Regions from separate parts of the Mus musculus genome. Here all the other regions are linked to region 3. Evidence: chromatin contacts called from public Hi-C data. All regions are on one chromosome and are shown on one strand. Each heading gives the region's core, a stretch centred on a gene start, on an enhancer-like site or on the middle of the called end of the contact. The rest is flanking DNA. Distances are from core to core; before and after follow the strand shown. Region 1 overlaps Gm20125 (predicted gene, 20125). Region 2 overlaps Gm20125 (predicted gene, 20125). Region 3 has its middle 460 kb from the start of Gm20125.

Region 1 (4,692 bases), core at 107-2,606, 440 kb after region 3:
ATTGTATTTTATGAAGTCTTAGAGAGGATCAAGCAACTGACCTCAAAGCAAAAATAAAAAACCCCTCTCTTCGTGAGCAAATCCTTGCTTGATAGCATTTCCTTCTAGCCAGGCCCCAGTACACAGGATGGGGACCACTCACACTGGAGCAGTGGTAGAATTAACTGATTTTATTTATAAATAGTTTGCCTATTCACACCTCATAGAAAAAATCATAGACACACTCCAAAAGTAATGTTTGGCCAAATATCTGGGCACTCTGTCCCAGTCAACTTGGCACATGAATATAACCATTCCAGAAAGAACTTTGTCTAATTTTTTTTCAAGCAAGACGATTATAGCGCTAATTGCTTTGATGTTTACTGTGTTGCCAATCTCAAAGCTCTTCAGAATAGAGGATTTAACAGCTTAACCACGTTCATCTCAAAGTCCCTGCTTCAAAATGAGCAGTGAGCTGAATGTGCTGCTTCCCCGCTCCTCTGCAGATAAAAACAATAGCCCCCTGTTTCAGAGTAATCAATAGCACACAATACTGTTCCTCTGCACAGCACCTAATAAAGATGGCCTATAAAAGACACAAATGCATCCTGGGAGCTGTACCTCTAATGCCACATCACATCTTTGAGTCATCAAGCAAGCGCAGCAGGGCATCCATACCTGAATCAGAAGGCTTGCAGCCTCATGTGAGACCTGTGGGTGGGCCTTGCAATTGTTAAAGCATTACTGAATGGGATCTTTTTCCTCGAAGAAAAAGGCAGGAGAAAGAAGGAACTGTTTGCTTTTTTATGAAGCAGAATTCCTGTCTAATTCTCTGAGCCTTTGCCTATAACTGCTGCACCATGTGTTTTAAATTAGACTGTATGCATGTGTTCCCTATAAAATTAGCCATCATGACCCATTGTTCCACAGTCCTTCTTTTCATCACATTTTAGAGGCCTGTGTTCCATATTACCAAATAGCCCATAGGGAAAATTATGCATTTTCCACACACCAGCTTTGTTACATATTTGATAACACTTATTTTATATTTAAGGATATAGGTCAATATATAAAAATTTTTGAATAACAAAACAAGTGGCCAATTGTTTTCTCGTGGCAAACAAACCAGGAAGTCAAAAGGACTATATCTAGCATCAAAATCAAATCAGAATTAACAGCTGTGTTTTTAACCCATGTGTATAAGAATATATATAACTCCATCAATATGTTAACTAGGGTGAGGGCACACTGCCAAGCTTAGAACCCACTAAGATTCCTTGGACTCTGTATTTAAATCAAAGTCAAAAACTTTCCAAGTCTAACGTCCTTTTTGGTGCTATAAAATGTAACTTCCTGGTTGAAAACCCCAAAAGTTTTGGACACCAACTTACTCACGCAGAATATGATAAGTGTGAATGAATCAGTAACATATGGATTGCATTTTCTTTCTTAAAGCCGGATTTAAAAAAAAAAAAAAACTTCTTAAATAGAAAATTCATGGTAAAAACATGTATTGGATTTAGCCAACACTAAATCATTTGCAAAATATTTGCAAGGACTTTTACTCTTAGTGGTTATGTGGCAAAATTTCTAGCCCAGTTAATGTAATTGCCCTTCTTCCTCTGCCCTTGCCCCACACCAAGTAAACACACAAGAGAAAGCAATTAAATTGCTACTCACCCCTGTTCTTTTTCTCTTACTTCCTGAGTGTGTCCTGGAAAGCTTGCTGTGTCATTTCTGTTGTACTGCTTCGGCTGTTTTTAAATTAATTGTGCTCCAATCTCTTCTAAATGCAAAGCTCTCGGGAATGGTAGAGGACAGAGGTTATTGAAAACAAGGAATACAATCCCCAGAATAACATTTGACTCTTATTTCCACCCACAAATCATGACTATGCTGACCCAAAGTAAGTAGTACCCAGAAAGTTGTTTCTCACAGTGACCTTTGAAGCTGATTGGTAAATAAGCTAAAAGGAAATTAAAATACTGTAGAACAGCCTCAGTATACTTTTGTGTGTGTGTGTGTGTGTGTGTGTGTGTGTGTGCTTTTAAAGTAACATTTTCACTATTTTTTACTTCTTTATTTGAAATAGTTTGTTTCCTTAAATATTTAAAATTAGGCTTTGACATTATAAAAACAATCAGGCAGCAGTAAGTCCCACATACAAATTTAATTAATTGTTGCTTACAAGTGTTTCTACAAACAAGTTTATACATCCATATATTTTTATGATTACAGTTCTCCGCTTCCAATGTATGTTTCTGTATGTTTCTGTCCCTGAATTGTGCAAATTTCCAGAGGTTGGTCAGGGCTCACTGCCAAAAGCACACTTGGACAGCTACACTATCGTAGCTACTCAGCTTAAACACTGCAGAACTTCAAGCTAGGTTTGGACGTAAATCACAGTTATTGCTCAATAGATTTCAAATTCCATGTTACAGAAAACAATATTCTATATTTTCTGAACAATAATTATCCTAGTATAGATGTGACGTACCACCTATTTATTTCAACATTCCATTCAAACATTATATAAACATGTGGGCATTATGTCTGAAATGCTGAATACCACAGTATATAATATCCTTTTAGGGTTATTTATATAGATTATTTAACAAAAGCAAAGACCATAATTCTCATATTTTTATCTCAATACTACAAATTCTACAGTATTGCATTAGCATTTATCTATATAAACCCTTCCTCTAGAGACATGGATAGCTGCAGTTCTCTGAACTGTGGCAGATGAATCCATGAAGATTGTCTCCCAACTCTCTAATTACAATTAATGAATCTAATTACTGTGATGCCTTGAATATTATGCTTTCATTTTAAAATTCTACTGTGTCTTTCAGTTTCCCATGTGGAGGAATATCAACCTGAAATTTTTGAAAATGGCAAACATTTCCTGGGGAATTTGTAATTCAATGATGACAGTGCTAGATTTATTTATTCAAAACTCAAAAAATCTATTGGGTATCTATCTATAAAGTATTGAATGCTATTCAATCTTCTTGGGAACTTATAAAAACTGCACAAATAGTGCTGTATAAATGTGAGGTAAGCAAATACCCATACTCCATAATAAATGTGATTATTTCTTTTATCCCCAAATTAGCCAATTTCCAGCTGTCTTGTGCAGAATTTTTGGCTTATTTTCATACTATATTAAAAAGGAAGGTCGACCTTCCTTCTATTCCCCTAAATGGATTTCTATTAGTAAGAAAGAAAACAACTTAAACCAAGATTGCTCCATGAGAGTCATCTGATGAATTTTAAGTAAAAATTTGAAGCTGAGAGAAGTGATATCTAAGTAGCTTCAGGAAGCATGACTCTTGTAAGTATTTTCAATTCAGTGGACATTGTTCTAATTCAAAAGAGAACCACAGCATCTTCCTCCACTACCAAACATTTAACATTAAAAATGACTCCTGTGCTTCTGTTACCTCGGCAGTTTTTGCTTCCACATAATTATGAGTTGAGGTTACTAAAATAATAAAATGCTTGCGGCTGATGAGTGTGTCTAATTAACAGGTTATGACAGCCAACTCTGTGTATGCCTGTGTCCATGAATCAACCAATGAAAACAGCTTTGGAATCACTTCACATTTCTAATGCTTTCTTTCTCTTTGTTCAGCAATCTCCCAGCAAGGGAGAAGGTAGAGTCAGGAAATAATTGCTGAAAATGATGCTGCAACTTTGCAAGTGAAGAAATAGTCTGGTTGAGAAATACATCTACAGGGTATGGTGCCAGCCACTCTGCTTACTCAATTAAATTATTCATACCATTGAAGACGACGGACACCTGAGAACTGGAGAGAGAGAGAGAGACCAAAATAGATGAAAGAAGAATAACACTTTTAAAAGGGAATGTCATACAGATAATAGAGTAAAGATGCCTGATTCTAGATTCAAAGTCAGCTCTTGAAACAAGAAATTTCCCTGCCATTCTGAAGTCATTGGGTGGCCATCTACTTCAGTTAGTAACATTTTAGTGACTGAAAGTCTGTTTACTTCATAAGAGCAGGAAAATTCATGTCTTTAGAGCTTTAGCTTTGGCAGATTTGTGCTGCCTCACCAAAAATTCTGCTTAAAAGAGGAAACTTAAGAACAGGAGCGTTGTGTGATAAATTTACATTGAGATCTATTCTACTCATTGTCTCTTCATGCATCAATATAATCACTATGCTGAGAATGGTGGTGCACATTTGTAACCTTAGTGCCTGGGAGGTGAGGCAGGAGAATATTTTGAAACCCGCAGGGTCTACATCGTAGATTCCAAGATTGCCAGGGCTATATAGTGAGACCTCCCATCTCAAAGAAACAAACAAAAAACCCCAAGCTACAAAACAATCACACATCACCACCACCAATAACAACCAACTCGTTGTGCTTATTTGTGTCTTCCCTTGTTCTTCACTTTCACATCGGAACAGTTCTCAGAACATCCAGGTAGTCTACTTACCACCTGGTCTTCAACCCATCACCCATTGTGACAGTTCTGTCACTATTCTCTTAGAAGTAAGTAATCAATGCCTTAGTGCTGATGAATTTAATTTTTAAAGCATTCTACAAATATACAAGCCTATATTCAATTTTCATTTATTTTTCTTGTAATTTTAGAATTTCTTACAGACAGCCACTGGCTATGAAAGTACAGCCTGATATTCTCAAGAAAGCGCTGCTTCTGTCACTAATAGGCTTCAGATTGTG
Region 2 (4,075 bases), core at 1,361-3,860, 400 kb after region 3:
AACAATATGAACTAACCAGTACACACAGAGCTCCCAGGGACTAAACCACCAACAAAAGAGCACACATTGTGGGATTCATGGCTCTAGCTTCATATGCAGCAGAGGATGGCCCTGTCAGTCATCAATGGGAGCAGAGGCCCTTGGTCCTGTGAAGGTTCTATGCCACAGTGCAGGGGAATGCCAGGGCCAGGAAGTGGGAGTGGGTGGGTTGGTGAGCAGGGGAGTGGGAGGGGACAGGGGGCTTTCGAGGAGAAATTAGGAAAGGCGATAGCATTTGAAATGTAAATAAATAAAATATCTAATAAAAAATGAAAAAAAAAGAAAATGAAATGACATTTGCTTGCAGAACACAGCCATTACAATCAGGAATGCACAGTAGCTACTGATAATTGCACTTATAAGAATGAGAGTATTAGCAATCATACATGGACACAGGAGGGGACCAGGGGACCATACCCCTAAATCCAGAGCTACTTGCTACTGAACGATTTACAGAGGAGAGGAATCACTGTCTTCCTTCGCATGTGCACTAATGACACAACTAAACCCCAGCGGGTAGTTCCAATCTAATGGGCACACAGATGGCCCTGGTTAAACTAAAATGACTCACAAAATAACACCACGACCATCACTCTGGGAAAGTGACTGATAGAGGTGAAGCTGGATGTGCATGGGTGCGAGGTGGAAAGAAGTTAAGAGGTGTCGGGGAAACAGCAGCAGAATACATTATATAGAGGTATGAAACTGTCAAATAATAAAATCAATTTTAAAGGGCCCAAGATTAAGGTCCTATGTTTAGTTCCCAATAGTATATATGCGGCTATAAAGTTAGGCAATAATTCTTACCCCTTTCTTCTCAGTTTCTAAACTTACTCCGTGCTTCCTTTACTTCTTTTTCATTTCTTCTTCTTCTTCTTCTTCTTCTTCTTCTTCTTCTTCTTCTTCTTCTTCTTCTTCTTCTTCTTCTTCTTCCTCTCTCTCTCTCTCTCTCCCTCCCTCCCTCCCTCCCTCCCTCCTTCCCTTCTTTCCTTCCTTCCTTCCTTGCTTTCCTTCTTTCTGTTCATGATAGCTTTTCATATAACCAGCTTGCTTCAAACTCACTATGTAGCCAATGATAAGCTCTTACTCTCAACTTCTCCAAAGTGCTGAGATTCCAGGCACATGCTACCATGCCCAGTTTTATGAACCTAGTCTTTGTGCACTTTAGGCAAGAACTCTATAACTGAGTTACACCTCCAGCCCTACTTTTTTTTTTTTTTTTTTTTTTTTTTTTGAGACAGGGTTTCTCTCTATAGTCCTGGCTGTCCTGGAACTCACTTTGTAGAGCAGGCTGGCCTCAAACTCAGAAATCTGCCTGCCTCCCGAGTGCTGGGATTAAAGGCGTGCGCCACCATGCCCGGCTCTTCTTCTTTCCTTTTCTTCTTCTTCTATTAATTTTTAAGGAATTGAGAAGTTAAGAAGAGATCAGTCCTAATGATACATAGATAGATAGATAGATAGATAGATAGATAGATAGATAGATAGATAGATAGATAATAGATGATAGATAAATTAGACATGGAGAAAAAGAAGAGAGATAGAGATAGACAGAGATAGAGACACATCAGGGCCTCAGGTACCCTTTTGCTATTGAGTTCAACTTTGAGATTGCCGACTTGGGATGGACATGGAGTAGCCTGCTAAAACCTTACTTCCCACCTATATTTTACAATTCCTCAGAGAAATATCAGGCCATACATGTACTAATAGCTACATTTTTTCCATACTCGTAGTAATACTAAGATTCTATTAACATCCGTTCTCTTATGTTTTCCCAGTAAGACCCCATGAAATACATAATTCATTTCACCCTGCTGACCAGTGACCTAGTTAAAAACGAGGACAAATGTTTGGTTTTCTGTCCTTTGATGGCTTATCTTGTTTATCAGCTCTCATATGCCACTCTGATTAACTGCCAAATAATTATAATAATGGTAATAATAACAATAAAAATAATAAACTTTCAATCTGGTTGATAAACTATGTTCAATAATGGTGCTAGCTTCCTTCATTAGCTTTTATTCTACATGAAAAATGCTAAATAACACACTGACCTTTAAAAAGCAAGCCAAAGGATACATCAGGAAGTTCAGAGAGGCTCAGTTTCCGAAGCTATCTTTAGCCTCTAAATTCATTCTCGACCTAACATAGCTTATAATCACATTCATTTGTCCTTGCTTTGATAGTTGTAGCAGGCATGTGTCTTTTATAAGCTTCCTCAAATATTTTTGGAGCAAAGTGGGGTTATAAATCCAAGGGCAGTTTACTCATGCCCGAGTGCATTAAGAGTTAAAACACTGTAATTGCATCTTTACATGCAATGAATAAAGACGTAGCATGGAAGGAAGAAGGAATAATGAATGATGACAAAGGGTGGTTTTGAAGCTCAGATCTATTTTGGGGAACACAGAGATGAGCAGCTTGATCATCTGAACTTGCAAAGGGCAGAACATCAAGGTTATCATCTTCGCTGTTGGGAAAATGATTGCACAAGCTTTAGTAAGTGGCCCAGAGCAGGATCTGTGTTCAATGACTCATCTGAGAGGTGGCCCTTCCATTAGCTCCACAACTATAATAGTGAGACATCCATTTAATTCTGACTCACACTGTTAAATGCCATACACTGAATCACCAATCCTACTACATAAAGCGCCTGGCTTAAATGTCTCTATGAAATACTTATCCAGGCTGAAAAATATCCTCTGGGGCCTGAGAGGCACTAGACACTGTGGTTACAGCTAGTTGCCTTGGAAGTCACAAATGAGTTCAAGTTCACTGTCTTCCTGGATGCAAGATAAAGCCCAAATTGTCAGCACATTTTATATCCTTAGGGTGCTTTATGATCCTGCTTATACCTTTATTGTGTGTAATAAAATTTCTCAATAATCCTGTTTCTAGTAATTCTTACTTTTAAAAATATTTCTCTTGAGCTGAATGTTATCTTCCTATTTATGTTGTTTTCCAAAGGGGTGTTCTATATACAGGGGAAAAAAAGACATGCTACAAGGACCTTCAAATGAAATGTATTCACTAACTGTCCAGATGTTCACTTGGGTGTATGCATCATATAAATCTAAACTGATGAGAACAGTAATGGCCCAGCACAGTCTGTCTTACTTGGTGAACTCTGAGAGGAGAAAAATAAAAAATGTGCTGTTTTTGGAAGTTATGAATTTTAACAACTCAAGAAAAGAAAACACTTTTTGAATTTTATTGCTTTGATTTTGTGGACAATAAAGTTGACTTCCCACAGTGGTTTTCTTCCTATGTAACAGAAAACTTCATCTCTGCTTCAAAAATCAGATCCAAAGGTTTGCTCAATGATAAGGCTACGCTTGTAAAAAAAAATACCATAGCCCCAGAATACATTTAACAATATGACCACATGTTTTGTTACTTTTTTTTAATCCTCTAATAGATATATACGTCTTGGCATTTGCTCCCACACATCTCAAATGTGGGCAGATGGGAAAATCTCTGCTTCTTCCACATCCGAGATTTTACATAACATTATAGAAAACACCATGATGCACAGCTTCAGTTACTATGTGATGACAGATTAGCAAAATTAATCCAAACAAGGCACAGCCTCAACACGCCACAAAACTATTGAACCTGGGTTATCCAACTAGCTACTTATTCTGGTCAATAACTCTAAGTAGGAGTTCTCAGAGTTCATGCAGGAAGAGCAAATGGTGTTGACATTACACAGTGCTGGTCTTGTCTAACTTTTTGTTATTGTGACAGGAAATAGTCCTCTATAAAAGTGTTGGGTCACATTCATATATGTGTTAACTATGGCAGATGTGTGTTGAAGGCAACAGGTAGCACATTTCGTATGTAAAACATTTACCTTTCTTTATAGCACCTAAAGTGAAGAAACTCTGAAATCCTACACATACACTTGGAAGGACCTTAGATTTTTACCTTTGAAATATGTGTTGTCAACAAAGATATGGTACCTGGCCACCTTTCCCTGAAGCATAGCATTTTCTCTTTGTGAGTTTGAATGAGATGCTTGATCCTATACATTCAA
Region 3 (4,465 bases), core at 1,824-4,323:
TACAGTAGTTAAATGTGCCTGAAAATTTTGGAAAGAAAATTAATCTATTGGAGGTACCCATAGTGGATGGAACAAGTCACTCTAAAATTAGAGATTAGAGGAAGAAATTGGCATGAGAAAACAAGACTAGAGAAATCCTGAGATAGGCAGGGATGGGGTTTGCTGTGAGGCTTGTTCTGATGCCAATGCAAAAAGGTATCTGCCCAGGAATTACAGACAGTCCTTCCTCAGTGAGTGAATGAGTAGAGGAGACATGGGGCATGCTTGAGCTGTGGATTTGCACAGATGCAGAGACAAGAATGGGGAGCATTTTATGAAAATCCAACAATTCATGGAAAGACGCAGAGGAAATAAAAATACTTCGCTGTCCCCCCTTGTTGTTGTCAAGTGCAGAATTGAGTATGCTTTAGGGTATCTATCAACAGCAAGGCTAAAAGAAGGCTTCAAGAGACAGACTAAATAACTGCACATTTAGAACCATGGGATACATTTTTACCTGGGATAAGAATCTTTAAGCAAGGGAAGAACAGTGTAAAATTTCTTTTTATAACATAACACCAGTGGCCAGACAAGCACTGATGGATTTAGATGGAGAAAAATACAGCTAGAGCCCTAAAGCACTTTCTGAGATAGAATCTACATTTGATAACTGAGCAAATACGTGTTGTAAAGAAGGGATCAGTGGAGCACAACTGTAACAGAAGAAACAGGGATTTTACAAACTGTATATTTAATCCAAGTCCCTGCTAAATCCCACCTGGAGTTTCTGCCCCTGCAACAATGCATTCACTTAGAATTGAAATAATTCCTTTCAAAATGGAAATGCTTTATTTATTTATTTTTTGGTGTTTATGGTATTCTAGATACAGTGTAAAGCATTAAAGAAGTGAATAAAATTCTACTTTTTCATGCCAAATATTCATAGCCTTATAGCAATACTAAAGTAATATTAAAAGTAAAGTAATATTAAAGTCAAGAACAAACTCATACATCAAAAGCATTATTAATAATAGAGTTGCAATGTACTACCTAGCTATGTAGTAAAGTCACTTCTTCCAGAGATGAATGAGAGAGAAAGGAAGGTTTGGTAAACAAGATAAAAGAGAGTAAACACATTGAAGATGTGCTGTAAACAATCCAGTATGTTGAATACCCAAGGAGTAAGGAAGAGACTGATTTTAGAGGAATATCATGATGAGTAGTAAGAAGGTCAAAAACTGTACATAGGAAAAACTGAATGTTGTACCATGGTTATTTCCTATGGTATCATTGTGCTCATGTTGCTAAGAAAATGTACCCACAAATGGAAAATTATTATGCACAGTAGTGTGTTTTATCATACTTCTGAAACTTAAGAATTCCAATACAAACAAAAGACTGATTTTATGTCCAGTGAATCTCTACTTCCAGGTAGCAACACTTGTGAAACCCTCAGAAAACAAAAAAAAAGAAGGTAAAACACAATGCTCCCTTCAGTTTCTTTTAAAAGATCACCAACTGCAATTACACGGATTCCATTCTCATGATTTCCTAAGCTCCGTAGACACAGCTGCTTAGTGCAACCACTTTAGTGATTAAATTTCATATCACAGTACCTATGATAGTTGCAGTGACAACATTTATAATAGATGTAATAATAAAATGACAAAAGTCAGGATCTTTTTACTACTTACATGTGTGATGCTACTGATTTAAAAAAAAAAAAAAGCACAATGTTGTCCAACTCAACCTCCAAGTCGTTTAGAACAATTGAAGAAATAAGTAAGAAAAGGCACAGCAAGAAATCAACAGGCTGGCTGAATTCCACACCTTCTATGTGGAGAAGTCATCACTTAAACCATATACTACTCAGTCACCTGCTCCTGACAGGCGGCAACTAAAGATTCTGAGCAGAACGATGCTGTCGCTTACGTGTCTATTTGGAACAACAGTTAAAAGGATGTTGATTAAGGGCTACAGATCATACTGTTCAGCAAGGGAAAATGTCTTACAAATCACCCCAAGTCCATGAGCACATGTCTGTGATCCATTACTGCTAAGACAGAGATAGCCATATTCCTAGGATCAGCAGCCTATTTGGTGGGTTCTGTGTCAGTGAGAGACCTTGTCTCAAAAAGCAAGGTAGATGCTGAAAGTACGACATTCAAGGAGTCTATGTCCATCCATACTTATGTGTATAGCAACCTCTTGACACACATCTGCACCACAAATACACACACACACACACACACACACACACACACACACACACACACACACGTGTGTGTGTGTGTGTGCGCGCATACATGCATACTTGTGCACACACTCACATTACATATTGCCAATGGTAGATTAAGTATTGGCAAATGGTAATTAGAATGCTGGTTCTGTGTTTCAAGTAGCCATTACTAAGACATAATTAGTCATGATATTACAGTGAGGGTAAATAAAAAATTATATTTGTAACTTATTCAATTTATTGATTTGAATTTATTGATTTGAATCAGTCATGTGTGTTGATGCAGAGGAAGGAATACTCTTAGATGCCAAAGTGTGAAGTGAAAAGAAGCTAGGTTAGCAATGCCAAATAAATAACTTCAGGTATATTGTCTGGGTGTGGCCATGAGATAACCAATGAAAAGGGTGGGAATGAGAGAATACATTGTTTCAGGAGAAAGGACCCAATATGTAGAACCAAGGATCATTAGAGTAGTCCAGCCCCTTGAAGATAAGAATGTAGACCTGACAGGAAATAAAGATGAAGAATAAGGAAGAGAAGTGCAAATAGTACAGATAATTTTGGAGGTGAATTGAAAATGTTCTGTAATTTAGATCTGAAAAAAAAATACAAGCTACATTGAAAAAGCCAGAAGGAATGGATGTGTAGACACAGAAGAACAGTTAGAGAAGAAGAACCAATTACAAGGTTCTGAGACTCCTACAGAAGGGCTTTTAGAATGAACACCATGACCTTACAGAATGTCATGAAATAAACTAGATAGAAGTATGACCAAGAATGGGCTATGGATGAGTGCTGTTGACACAGGAAGCTTCTATTGCACAATGATGACAGCCATCCAGCCAAGACAAAAAATGTTCCCTCTGGCTCTGCCCCCAGATGGAGCTGTGTGCTCATCAGCAGAGCTATAAAATGGCATGTCATGGGAGTGGAGGATGAAAACTGTCTCTGTAACTCTCACCATTCAAAAGTTTGTCAAAGCAGCATTATTCTTTGAGGATAAGCAACTGTCCTCTGTAGTAACTTGACACATACTAAGTGAAGTTCATCTTGCACTGAGAATCCCTTTCCCACACTCAGTGTGAAAGGGAGGGAAATATTTTCTGAAAATACTGACAATTTGCTCAGTTATTTTCCATATTTAACTTATTTAGAAAATGTCCTCAATATAATGTCTGCCGCCATCTAACATTTAACCTGTGTAGCATATACAATTTCATTGGGCTTACAACGTTTGGGAATTCCATTTTTTCACATGCAAAGGAAGATTTAATATGCAGTAGAAGATGACTCTGCCTTACAAAAATAAATGAGAAACTGCTGTTCTTTGTTCAAGGTCAAATGTCGCTTTCAATTAAATGTAGGTATTTAAGAGGGGGTCCTGATGAATGCAAGCAGTAAGCTTGAAAGCCCATAAGCATACATTCAAAGAGCCTTAGAACTCAAAGAAAAGAGTGAATGTAAATTTTCAGAACTGTCAATTTTTCATTTGAAATTTTGGTCTTTATTTCTTCTTATAATCTGCCCTAGTCAAGCACATATTTATTTCTTTCAAACCTGCTCCTTTCTTTGAAACTGTTGTTATATTTCCATGAAAATGACATCTTTGTTCTTTAGAAAATCATTCCCAGCTTATTGTCTGCCCTGAATTACAATAATCCTATATTTGTTACAATCTAATCACTTCTACAGCAACCTACTGTGAGGTTAGAAGTAAAGGATTAAAACTTCAAGTAGAAATACAAAACCACCCCCTTAACAAACCACAATATATTTTTTCAACATAAATATCCCAAGGAACAAAGAAACATTTTGACATAAGAACTCTGCAGAATATAGAAAAACGCAGCAGAACTGTTTATCAAAGTTTTCCTTGGTGTGTCAGCAGGTTCTGTGTAACTGACAGTGCTGATCCAAACGTTTTGATAGTAATAGAAGTGTTAACAGTGATAAGAACAAAAAAATATTAAACACTGTTGACTGTAACATTTCATTTCCACTGCCCTAATGCTGTTAGTGCAGAAAAATGGAACAAGAGGGAAGAGACTCAGCCACACAGCCAATGGAAATGAGGATTTAGTGGCAGGAGCTACAGAGGCATATAGGCATTAACAAAAAAGGAAAACCAAGAAAAGAAAGGAGAGAAGGAAGAACAAAAAGAGAGAGGAAAAAGAAAGTTAAACTAGCTCTGTCTTTATTGGTGACAGCAAAATTAGAGGAGATATTATTTGAAAACAAATGTGTAAT

Evidence for each region. Hi-C and Micro-C count contacts between places; a contact is called where the count stands out from the background.
Region 1: a Hi-C map of 3T3-L1-derived adipocytes shows a contact between it and region 3, with 6 times the contacts expected there. The contact joins two enhancer-like sites. A contact is called at or near these places in 1 of 39 promoter capture datasets (the 3T3-L1 cell line), 1 of 15 datasets of contacts at CTCF or cohesin (pro-B cells) and 6 of 484 Hi-C or Micro-C datasets (the 3T3-L1 cell line, 3T3-L1-derived adipocytes, cranial neural crest and 3 more).
Region 2: a Hi-C map of muscle stem cells shows a contact between it and region 3, with 1.7 times the contacts expected there. The contact joins two enhancer-like sites. A contact is called at or near these places in 4 of 484 Hi-C or Micro-C datasets (the C2C12 cell line, the N1E-115 cell line, muscle stem cells and 1 more), 1 of 115 datasets of contacts at active chromatin or transcription factors (fibro-adipogenic progenitors) and 1 of 9 other capture datasets (bone marrow-derived macrophages).

The regions. Positions count from the first base shown.
Region 1 is chr10:17,074,080-17,078,771 of GRCm38.p6, forward strand. The region is part of intron 1 of Gm20125 (predicted gene, 20125); the gene reads right to left. Among named protein-coding and RNA genes, the nearest start is that of Gm20125, 19 kb to the right of the region's middle. Within about 2 kb of position 1,357, at least 43 of the 459 cell types and tissues checked have an H3K27ac peak or open chromatin away from gene starts, as enhancers often do.
Region 2 is chr10:17,032,516-17,036,590 of GRCm38.p6, forward strand. All of the region lies in intron 1 of Gm20125 (predicted gene, 20125), which reads right to left. Among named protein-coding and RNA genes, the nearest start is that of Gm20125, 61 kb to the right of the region's middle. Within about 2 kb of position 2,611, at least 51 of the 459 cell types and tissues checked have an H3K27ac peak or open chromatin away from gene starts, as enhancers often do. A contact at or near this core is called in bone marrow-derived macrophages and muscle stem cells, where this site is marked.
Region 3 is chr10:16,634,133-16,638,597 of GRCm38.p6, forward strand. No RefSeq gene overlaps it. Among named protein-coding and RNA genes, the nearest start is that of Gm20125, 460 kb to the right of the region's middle. Within about 2 kb of position 3,074, at least 23 of the 459 cell types and tissues checked have an H3K27ac peak or open chromatin away from gene starts, as enhancers often do. A contact at or near this core is called in bone marrow-derived macrophages and muscle stem cells, where this site is marked.